Regions from separate parts of the Mus musculus genome. Here region 1 is linked to region 2. The links are chromatin contacts, called in public Hi-C maps. All regions are on one chromosome and are shown on one strand. The core of a region is the stretch at or near the end of the contact, and the rest is flanking DNA. Distances in the headings are between cores, read along the strand shown. Region 1 holds the start of 2010001M07Rik (a long non-coding RNA gene). Region 2 overlaps Thsd4 (thrombospondin, type I, domain containing 4).

Region 1 (5,638 bases), core at 354-2,853, 53 kb before region 2:
GGCCACACCTAACTTCAAGGAAGTCATAGAAGGGGAACGCCACTGGCTCAGCCCAGAGTTCTATTTTTATGAAAGATACTGTGTTTGGGAAGCCATCCAGCGTTCTCTGGCATGCATGTATTACCGAACAGCTCCTAGAACCTGACCTATCCCAAGAAAAAATTTAAACTCATTAGAGAGGTGCTGTACCTCAGACTCGCTGTAGTCTTGGACTCCTAAAACTCTGAGATTCACGTGAGGCATTGGCTGATTTTCTTTCCATCTTGGCCGTCCGTCTGACTGCCAAGTCATTCTCTTACACTTATAAATGATGACTCTAGTGTCCTATGCTGATGTCACACTTCTGTTGTGTGCATATGCACGCTACCGTCAGTCTAGCCCACCCACCATCCTCCCAGTCTCTCCAAGCCAAATGCTAAGGAACTGCCTTTGCTTCTCATCTCTGTGCTTCGATCCATCAGCAACCCTGACCCCTTGTCCTGGACGTGGCCTGTTTCTGTCCTCTTTCTCCCCATCTAGGATACCATCCTCTCCGTGTTCTCCATGCAGCTCAGTGGGCACTTGGCATTTCCTTCAGCCCCGTTCTGTCCTTCCTGATATATGGCCGAGACAATCCACAATTATTTGCTCCCATGACCTCTGTTCAGAACTAAATTATAATAAACCCCTCCATTTTATATATTTGAGCCCAAATTTCCAGTTTCTCAGAATATAAATGTAAATGCAAGTAGGACCAAAAGAGAGAGATTTAAATCGAGTTTATTAAGGTGGGAACTAATTCAGCCTGGCCGGTGATCTTATGAAGAGACTGGTACATGCAGAGAGGAGATGAGCTCCAGGGAAACGACAGAGGAAAGACGAGCCTGAGGTGAGGTGGTCAAGGAAACAGCCTTGCCAGTGCCACGCCCATGCACAGCTCCCTCCTGGAACTATAAGAAAACGTGTTTTTGTATTCGGTTCTGGAGAGGCCTTTGCAAACTAACAGTCTTCCATGGAATGGGTTACCTCTACCCTCTCCCTCTCCCTCTCCCTCTCCCTCTCCCTCTCCCTCTCCCTCTCCCTCTCCCTCTCCCTCTCCCTCTCCCTCTCCCTCTCCCTCCATCCCTTCCTCCATCCCTCTCTCTCCATCTCCCCTCCCTCTTCCTTCCCCCTCCCTCTCTCTCCCTTTTTCCCTCTCCCTCCCTCTTCCTCACCCTTTCCCTCCCTCCTACTCCATCCCTCTCCCACCCCCTCACAAGGCCTTCCTATGCTTGCTGTTCCTGCTTCTTGCAATAATCTGATGCCAGCTCCCTCCTTACCATTCAGATCCCCCACAAATGCTCTCACGGCCTTATTTTATTTCTGAGCCCTACAGAAATCAGCTTAGAAGAGAAAGAGTTTATTCTAACTCACAATTCCAGGTGTATAGTCCATCACCATGGGGAAGTCACAGTGAGGAACTTGAGACAGATGGTCTTGTCATATCCACAGTCAAGAGCAAAGAAAAAGGATACATACTTAGTACTCAGCCAGCTCCCTCTACTCTCACACAGTCCAGGGCCCTAAACCCAGGAGTGGTGCCACCCATTTTCAAGCTGGGTCTTTCCAGATCTGTTGAGACACTCAAGAAGAAATGCCCCACTGAGACTTTGATCCCAGGTGATAGTATGTTCTGTCCAGTTGGTAGTTAAAAGGAACCGCCATAATAGCCTTACACTCTGTCACACTTCCTGCTTTGATACCTGGAATTGTAGTTCCACTAAGGCAGCCAGTTTTTATCTCATCCCATTCCTTGCTATGTCTCCAAAGTGTTAGGACAGCATCTAGCACCTGCTGGAACCTCGTGGGAAGCCCTTGGAATGAAACAGTCAGTGGATGAGAATGTCAGTTGCAATATATGTATTCCTGCTGCTTTGTGAGGAAGGCTAAGGCTGCCCTTGGGAACAGTTTCTTAGGGAAATTGTGGCATCCTTGACTTCCCAACTTTCCAGGCTTAGCGCCTCCCCAATGCAGCTAAACACCGTCTCTGTGTCTCCTGTAACAGTCTCTCTCCACTTTAGCAGATTGGCACTGGTTGAGTGGCTCTTATCTGCTTGTTACCAGGATCCCAAACTTTTTACATTTGCATATTCATAATGAGTTATCTTGGGAATGGGACTCAAGTCTAAACATGAAAGTTGTTTGTGTTTCATTTACACCTTCTGGCCTGAGGGTATTTTTAAACCATATTTTTAATACTCTTGTGTTTTGACAACAGTCTGTCCCAGAGGCCAGGTATAGAATTTTCCACTTGGATTTCAGAGTTTTGAGCTAGGGGTGTCCAGGCTTTACTGACACCAACTCTGTTGGCTGTCACACTGCCACCGCAGTGTCATTGTTGGAATCCATGGTTTCTGTCAGGTAGGCAGAAAACAGCACAGATTGGTTGCCACCAATCAAAGCAAATAAAAGCCATCATTTAAACCTGTCCCATTTTCTCAGCACACATGGCAAAGTGTGTGGAAGATTTCACTAGAGTGTGTATGAGTGTGTGTGTGTGTGTGTGTGTGTGTGTGTGCCTGTGCATGTGTGTGCATTACTCTATACAAAGGCGCTTTGAGCACAGATGTTCTAGAAGCCCTTAGACGTCTTTCTTGGTGCCTAAGAAGTGGTTGCCGAGCCACCACAGGTTTTCTTAGCACGCTGAGTATGGCTGACTGAGAAGTCAGACTGAGCTTTCTTTTTTATCTCTTTTTGTTTTAGGCTGGACTCACATGTCTAGGCTTAGGCTTGATAACTCTGATTTTGATCGGTTATTATAAGAAAAAAAATTCTATTTTTAGTATTTTGCAAGAACCAAGTAGCTATGTTTCCAGCCTCAGACAAACCATACCTATATCATAATCTTGTCTATGTTACAAGAGTGACCACCATGTAGTTATAGTGTACCAAGTATGTTATTTATTCTGAATGATAAATATACCTCCTATGAGAGTGTTAAAATTGACACAGTAGACTCAAATGATCTCTTTTAAGCCTATTTCAAAAAACAGATGCAATGTTTGAAGTCTTACTTTTAAAGATATTAGAACATAAAGGTATACTATTCATTGAATGGGGAGGGGGTGAGTGTGCATGCTTTGGCACATGGGTGGCTGTCACAGAACAACCGTGAAATCAGTTCTCTCCTTCTACCATTGAATTTAGGTTGTTGGGTTTGGCAATAAATGCTTTTAGCCAATGGTCCATCCCCAGCGCTGATCACCTAGAATTGTGCACCCTCTGTGCGAGCTCATTCTTGGAGACAGCTGATCTCCCTCTGTCAGCCTCCATTGATCAGGCTCTTCAGCCCTGTAGAATTTCCACTATCTATGCTGTCACATCAACTGGTATTGCTTCTTGCCAGTCTTGTTCAGGTATCCCTATTGTTGATTATTTGTAGGTACATTTTCCTGTCATTCCTAAGGGCTCTCTAACAGCAGGCATCCTGGGACCCGTCTCTTAATCTCGCCATTCCCTCTTCTGGGATAGTTCCTGAGCCATAGGTGGTACATTGCACTGAAAATGTATCAATTAGGGTTGGGCACCTCATGGAGAGTTAGTCTCTGCATTCTGACTGGACATGTATCTCTGGTGGTCTCCACCAGGCTGGGCTGGTGCACAGGCTATGGGACGGAAGCCAGACCTGGAAGTTAGGGATGGCACCCAAGGGTCTGGATTTCATTTTTTTTTTTTTTTATGGTATCAGGGTAAAGAGCAGATAGATCCAGGAGCCAGCCAAGCCTCTGTTTGATGCCTTGACTAGCAGAAACTTCTGTCATCGCTGGACTGCCTTCTTCTGATCTAGCAAGAGTGGTTCTGTAAAACTGGCCAAGGAGACATGAGAGAAGCCTAGTACTATTTCTGCCAAATAGTTTCTGCCACTCCTTTTTTTGCTGTGTCAAGCTCCTGTGGGTCTATGGGTGTGACTTAGAATTGTTTTGTGTGGTTTCTCAAGCTTTGCTGAGCTCAATTATCACCTCATGGACTTGTCAGTCATGTTCTCTCCTAGACCGGCTACTGAGTGGGCTGTTCACTCTTTCTCACTAGTTGTCTGAATTATGCATTAAATATTTAGAGCTTAAACAGAGAAATGATAGCCATGCCAAAGGATGAGGCGAGGAATGGGGACCTTTGAAATCACTTTACAGGACCAAGACTAGATGTTATTGGCTTCTCTCACATGAGCCCTCCTTTGTGAGTAATGATTGTCCCAGTAATGAGCTGGAGACTCACACTAGCTGATCTCCACATTCCTCTCCGGGATGGAATGTGTGTCAGGAAGCTAGGTGTTGTTGGGAGTGTGATGCAGTGATGGTAACACAGTGGAGGGTACATGGTTTGAACCAGATGGAATGTGTGTCAGGAAGCTAGGTGTTGTTGGGAGTGTGATGCAGTGGTGGTAACACAGTGGAGGGTACATGGTTTGAACCAGGGCTGGCAGCACAGAGTTTGCAAATGAGTCCTTCTCATAGGCTGTGACTTATGTGATCTTACCTCTGAAGAATTTTGGTTTTCTCATTCATAAAATAGCCTAGTAGCCACTATATTTAACTGAACTACAGGGGACTATATGCCCTAATCCAAGGCTCTTATTAAAAGGGTTCTTGCTCATTGAGTTTGAGTAGAGTTAGCCAAAGAGGGCTTAAATAAAGAGCTGGATATGTCTTTTGTAGTGATCAGAGTGCATGTGTCCTGGAAAATAGGCATTTTACCTGCTTGCCTAGGACACGCCCTATCTGGCCTGAGATAACCTGCTTGTATGGACTTCCTTTCCTATTGCTATGCAGATGACATCCTGACCTGATCTCCTCTGTACCAGTCCTTCACTTAGGAGCCACAGCTCCCTCCCTGCTTTTTATTTATTTATTTATTTATTTATTTATTTATTTATTTATTTATTTATACAGAGGGTCTCACTCTATAGCTCAGGTTAGTCTTGAACTCACAACCCTTCTTCCTGAGCCTCCCTAGTGCCAGGATTACAAGTGTATACCCCCTTGCCGAGCTTACAGATTACTTCTCACAGGTGGCATTTACTCAGTTCTACTCAGGTGCCTCTCTTCCTGTTTTGACCAACTTTCTGCATTTAGGATGACTTCGGCTTATTACCGATGTTACGGGTTGTCTCGAGTGTCCAAATGCATGCTCAGAAGGGACTTTACTTATGACAACAAAAATCTGCAAGCACAGTGTACACTCCTGATCACCAAACCGCCTCTCCACTTTGTATTAAATGCCCTTCCCTTATTTACACCTTTAGACCTTGCTTTCTTCTACATTTAAAATTTCATTTACATGAAATTTGTTTTTATATTACTATTCATTGTGCATGTAATTGTTATGTTTCTCTTTTCTTTTTAAGGCAGGGTCTCACTGTGTCTCTTTGACTGGTCTAGAATTCACTATGTAGACCAGGTCCACCTGCCTGTGCCTCCCCATTTAAGCCTGAGCTTAAATGATATATTTTTCTTGTGGCACTACTCTTCACTGAGTGGTTTATCTCCCTCCCACCCACTTCCACTGATTTGTCATGTTGCCTTTGGCATGTAGAGATCTGTTTTCAAAGAACACACCACACCGAACACTAAGCTGTTCCCTGATGACTACCATCTGTGTGGCGAATCCAGCCAAGTTTGAG
Region 2 (6,082 bases), core at 2,287-4,786:
CGCTGATGATCCAGAAAGGGCTTTTTAAACAATGCCTTATTATTCCTTGGGAACTATACTCATTCTCTCCCACCCCCTTTTAAGCTGTCTACAGATAAACCTTTCAGACATAGTAGTCAATGCTTCCATTTTCCTCTGCACTACAGAGGATGTGAAATGGAGGCACAAGTTTATCAGATTGGTTTGATGAAAATGATGGCCAGCTTTGGCAGGTTCTGTGCATGCGGAGACCAAAGGCTAATGTCAAACATCTTCCTCATTGCTTGCCATCTAATGTTTTGAGGCAGGCTCTCACTGTGTAGCCGTACCTGGATCTCATGATATATAGCCTTGGATGGCCTGGAGATTGCTATATACCTGCCTTTCTCTGAGTGCTGGGATTAAAGGCATACACTACCACATGCAGCCTTTAGTTTCCTTTCTGTTGCTGTGGCAAAATACTGACCAAAAGCACTTCGTGAGGGAAAAAAATTTATTGGGCATACACTCCCAGATCATAGTCCACCACTGAGGGAAGTGAGAACAGGAGCTCCAGGAACTATGGAGGGAGGCTGCTTGCTCACAGATTCATGCTTATGTAGCTTTCTTATACAGTCCAGGACCCCTTGCCTAGGGAATGATGCCACCCATAGTGGGTTGGACCCTCCTGTATCAATTAACACCAAGGCAATCAACCACAGACAGATCTGATGGTAGTATATACTTTTATTCCCAGCACTCAGGAGGCAGAGGCAGGCAGATCTCTGTGAGATCTTTGTGAGTCTTTTAGTTCAGGAGCAAAGTTGCTTCCTGGCTTACATCTCCTAGCTTGCTCAGCTCCCTGTTTTATACCATCTGCCCAGGGTCACTGCCCCCAGGGGGCTGGGTCCTCCTCTATCAACTGGCAATGAAGAAAATGCCCAACAGACCTGCATTCAGTCAGCCGGATGGAGACATATTCTCAATTGAGCTTCCTCTTTTGAGATGACTCGAGCTTGTGTCCACTTGACAAAAAAACCCAACCAGGACACTGCTAAACTTTGTGTGCATATTGTTATTCAATAAATTCTGTCATTGTGTGAGGTGTGAACATGTTCATCAAAATTTTAGGCACATTGTACTTACAACATGTTAAGTTCTGTGACCCATCCTAAGAACCACTGAGCTGCTTTCCTCTGTTGGCTCTTGCACTACCCGTGCCCAGGACACCTTCTTCTCCTCTCCTTCCACTAGATAATCTTAAGAATTAGACCTAGCACTCACTGTCCCATTAACTGTAAGGAAACCCAACTAAGCCCCCTAGTGGTTTTCCCAGGGTCCCTTTCCACGTCCTTCAGGGAAAAGGACCCACCTCTTTGCTTTAGCAGAGAAATGCCAGCAAATCTCCCACCAAGAAAATTCCTTTTCAAGCTCCTCCTGGCTCATGGCTCTCCAGCACCCCCTTTCCCACAGTGAGCTGGGGACTTAGAGAGTCCAGGGCTGAGTTGTGGCGCATCACCTTTGCAATTCCTACCTCTTCAGAATGCAGCTCCTCCTGCTGCAGTGTCTTAACTGAACAAGAACGGCCTCGTTTTAGCACCTTGCTTCTTAGGCATGGTCTCCATGCCGTTGCCACAGTGGCTGAGCAGTAATTCTGTGCCAAGCCCTCTTTTATCTTTGTGGCAGCCTCTTTTTAGGGACAAGAAAAATTAAGAGATTAAAGGATTGACCTGAGAACCCCCTCTAAGTAGTGCCTAGTTTCAGTCTTGATCAAAATGTTATTTTTTTAAAATGCCTGTAACTTACAAACCAGTGAATTAAAAACACATTATTTTTAATACCCTATGCCTAAGTTCTTGTCCTTCTGTTTTATGAGAAATGCTGTGGAAGCGAGTCCTAACTTTCATGACATGGTAAGCTCTCTGCTAATACAAGGGCAGGCTTAGTAACTGGGCATTCTAAAAGAATGGGTTTGCTTTCTTCTTTGTTGGGTGTGAAGTTCTGAGGCTTTCTCTGAACTTGGCCTTTCATGGTTTCTCATTCAGAGGGATCACAAATGGTGTTTTAGAGCCACTTATGACCCCCAAATAGCAAAATATCATCATAGCCTATTGACATGCCGAAACTCTGCTTCTAAAAAGTGTCTGCTGGGAGCTGGAGAGATGGACTAGCAGTTAGGAGCACTTGTTCTCTTGAAAAGGACCCAGGTTCGATTCCCAGCACCCACATGGCACCTAATAACCATCTCTACCTCCAGTTCTATAGGATCTAAAAACTTACTTCTGACTTCCACAGGTACCATGCACATACACGCACATACATATTATACATATATACATGAAGATAAAACATTCATCAATCCAATAAAATACAATTTTTAAAATTTTAATACATTAATAAAATATTTATTCAGTGTGTGTGTGTTGAGCATGTGTATGTGTGTGTGTGTGTACACATGGAGGCCTCAAGAGACCCATCACGTGTCATTTTCTGTCACCCTCTACCAATTCCTATGAAAATAAGCTCTCTCCATGAACTTGGGGTTCCCGTTTTCCCAATTGCACTGGAAGTCAGCAAGCCCCAACAGTCTCCTGTCTCTGCCCCCTCATTGCTGGGGTTACAGGCATGGGCAAGATGCCTAGCTTGCCCTATAGGATCTCTATTATGGGTGCTAGGGTCAAAATCTCAGTCCTCACGACTGTACAACAAGTGCTTTTAACTACAAACCATCTCTCCATCCCCTCAACTTTATTTTTAAAAAGCATGTGTGTGTGTGTGTGTTACATATATATATCTCCATATGTGTGGTATGTGTGCTGTGGAGGGGAGGGGGCAGAAGTCAACCTCAAGTGAGTTGTTCATCTTGTTTTCTAACACAGAATCTCTAACTAGACCCTAGGGCTCACTAATTAGGTTAGGCTGGCTGGCTAGTGAACCCCAGGGATATGTCTGCCTGCCTCCTCAGAGCTGGGGTTGTAAATGTACAAATCACCCTTAGCTTTCCAGAGGGCACTAGGGATCCCACACAGCCCCTCCTGCTAGCACAGCAAACACTTCCCACGGAGCTCTCCCCCAGCCTTCTAACTACATGGTACTACTGCGCCCCCTCTGAAGGGCAGGAGCTCTTCCTCCTGCTTCTGAAACAGCTTTGGATGATGAACCAGGATCCTTGAGTTCTCAGCCCAGTGCTGTGTAGGACTTAACTCCGGGGAAATTGCCCTTCTGTGACTATGGAATCTAGGCAGATGTTCTTAAAGTCCACTCTCTTCACAAAAATCTGTGACTGTGTGGTGGGTCTCTGACTTTTTTTTTCCTGAGGGTCATAGGCAGTTCATGGAAGAGGGTGTTGCCACCAAGAGGGAGGGTTTTTTTGGGGGGGATAAAGCATTATGCACACACAAATGTTGCACCCTTGGTCCCTGGGAATTAAAGTCATGATTTTACAAAATGCCGACTGCTGGTCGGCAATCAGTTGTGAGGTCACTGGAATAACCGTTCCTCGAGATGTTTTATGAACACTGGAAGGAATTCCGTTCCAAGCTAGGTCAGAGGGTAGATTGGAATATGCAGAATGCTGCCTTGTGTTTTGTTCTGTAGAACAGCTGTGCGGGGAGCGGAGTGATGCACGGCCATCCCCAGGGGGATGCAGACACGTGTTTCTGTGCTTGGCGCCTCTCCCCTGATGCCCTGGCCTGTGAAGTGAATGAGCTCTCAAACGGGGGATGCAGTGGGAAGCATAATTCTTGTAGAACACTAACTTTCCATGGTTTTTGTCTTCATAGTTAAGCAATCCTATCTTAGAGGGAGGCCAGATGAATAAGAGTGGCAGGGGGGGGGGGGACACTGGTGGGTACTGGTTACTTATTAATCCTCCAAACATGAGACAGGAGCTAACCACATTCTGTGTGCCAAGGAATGGGCACAGTAACAGAGGACCATAGATACTCAGCTCAGCTTCCAATTAAGAAAGTGTTCTCTAGGCTAGGGAGATAGCTCGCTCAGTCTGCGGAACCTGAGTTCAATCCCTAGGCATGGGGGTACACATTTGTAGCCCTGGGACTGAGGAGGCAGATATAGATAAGCCACTGAGGTTCATTGGCGAGCCAGCCTAGCCCAGCCCAGTGAGGTCCAGATCAGTCAGAGACTGGGACTCAAAAACAACAACAAAACAAAAACAACAACAAACAAACAAAAACCCCAACAACAAGAAGATAGATATCACCTAAGAAACAGCAACCAAGCTCGTTCTCCAGATACATGGATATACACGGGGACTTGTAAAGCATGTGGACACACCACACACACACACACACACACACACACACACACACACACACACACACGGTAGAGGAGCAACAGAGACACAGAAAGAGAGAGATACACGCATATACAAAGATGGTTCTGGGGGCAGGGTCTTGTCTGCCAGTTCAGCTATCAGAAAAGCTTCCATTATCTCAGGGGAGTCCAGGGCATCCCAGCAACTTCCTGAGAGTTGTGCTAGATTGCAGCCTGAGAATGAACAACGCCAGGATACACACTGAGTTCTAGAAAAGATGATACTTGTAGGGATGAGGTCAGCTTACTCACTTGGTCTACAAAGGACAACCAAGGCTACACAGAGAAACCATGTCTCAAAAAACCAAAAAAAAAAGAAAGGAAGGAAGGAAGGAAGGAAGGAAGGAAGGAAGGAAGGAAGAAAGAAAGAAAGAAAGAAAGAAAGAAAGAAAGAAAGAAAGAAAGAAAGAAAGAAAGAAAGAAAGAAAGAAAGGAAAGAAAGACAGGCGATGAGGGTGAACGCCCAATCTCTGTTTATAACCGTGCAAAACAATTCTCAGAGACAAGTCATTAGTCAAGCAAGAGACCACTCACAGATGGTGGCTTGGGCTGCAAGTGGACGTGAAGAGGGGGATGGTGGATCGTTAGTCATCATCTGCAGATAGGCTGCTGGGATCCTATCCTGCCCGAGGGCTGATGTCAGGTGTGCTATAGGGGCTTAATGTTGTATGTCTTGCAGTACCTAGGGAAAGTCACAGGAAGTGTCAAAAGTGACAAAGAGGATCTTACCCAAACCTTCACACTTCTCTTCTTTCCAGCCCTGGTCCCTAAAGCCCAAACAACTGTGGACTGTTGCAATTGCATGCCCTCCATCAGGGATTAAACATTACCTACTGGGGCCAGCAAGATGGCTGGGTGGGTTAAGCTCCTTTGCCATACAAACCAAGCCACCCGAGTCTGGTCCCTGGAATCCACATAAAGGTGTGATAAGAGAGCTGACTTCACAGACTTATCTCTGACCACCACATGCCCACCATGCATGCATCGTGCACATGCGCACAAAGATAAGAAAATTAAAACTGCCTGCCAGGACCCAAGCATCCCAAGGAGTGTCTGTGAAGAGAGATTACAGGCAATCTTTTCATCTAGGTAGGTTAGTCAGTTTTCAGATGGGGAGGCGAGATAGAGTAGCGCATGCAGGCACGAACACACACAAAAGGCAAACAGCACAAGGCAGGAAGTACATTCCTCCACATCTCCCTGCTTCCTTTCTCCTGTGTCTTCAGGTCACAGCCGATGTGCCATCCTCTGGGCAGCCTTCTCTGACCTCCCCACTTTTTTTTTTTTTTTTTTTTTTTTTTGCCTTTTCGAGACAGGGTTTCTCTGTATAGCCCTGGCTGTCTGGGAACTCACTCTGTAGACCAGGCTGGCCTCGAATTCAGAAATCCACCTGCCTCTGCCTCCCGAGTGCTGGGATTAAAGGTGTGTGCCACCAAGCCCGGCTGACCTCCCCAGACTTGATTAGCTGTTTCTGACTCTGCCCCCTCTCAGCCTGTGCTCCACACTGCCTGTGTCTGCTGGTCCCGGGGTTTGCGTTTCTCTTACCCTCAGCCTCGTACAGTGTTCACATGTGTAGCTTGGCTCTTTACCAGCCCTGCAATGGAGAAGACAGCGTTCTTCCCACCAGATTTGTTGTGTAGAAGAAGGAGCCCATAGGAGATCGTTTCTCACTGCCACAGCCATCCCAGCAGACCGCAGGAGAGGGGAGACTGAAGGAAGGAGCTATGGACGACCCTCAGGAAATGTCTGCATTGGGGGAAAAGAAGAGGAATGGAGGTGGTGGTCAGAA

What was found. Hi-C and Micro-C count contacts between places; a contact is called where the count stands out from the background.
Region 1: a contact with region 2 is called in a Hi-C map of muscle stem cells, with 2.1 times the contacts expected there. The contact joins the promoter of 2010001M07Rik here to the enhancer-like site in region 2. A contact is called at or near these places in 1 of 484 Hi-C or Micro-C datasets (muscle stem cells) and 3 of 115 datasets of contacts at active chromatin or transcription factors (embryonic stem cells, intestinal crypt epithelium and intestinal villus epithelium).

Annotation. Positions count from the first base shown.
Region 1 is chr9:60,330,074-60,335,711 of GRCm38.p6, reverse strand. 2010001M07Rik (a long non-coding RNA gene) reads right to left here and starts at 1,603. Exons shown (of 2, transcript XR_003948171.1): 1 at 1,393-1,603; 2 at 744-929. The region is part of intron 6 of Thsd4 (thrombospondin, type I, domain containing 4); the gene reads left to right.
Region 2 is chr9:60,278,950-60,285,031 of GRCm38.p6, reverse strand. All of the region lies in intron 6 of Thsd4 (thrombospondin, type I, domain containing 4), which reads left to right. Among named protein-coding and RNA genes, the nearest start is that of 2010001M07Rik, 52 kb to the left of the region's middle. Within about 2 kb of position 3,536, at least 12 of the 459 cell types and tissues checked have an H3K27ac peak or open chromatin away from gene starts, as enhancers often do. A contact at or near this core is called in muscle stem cells, where this site is marked.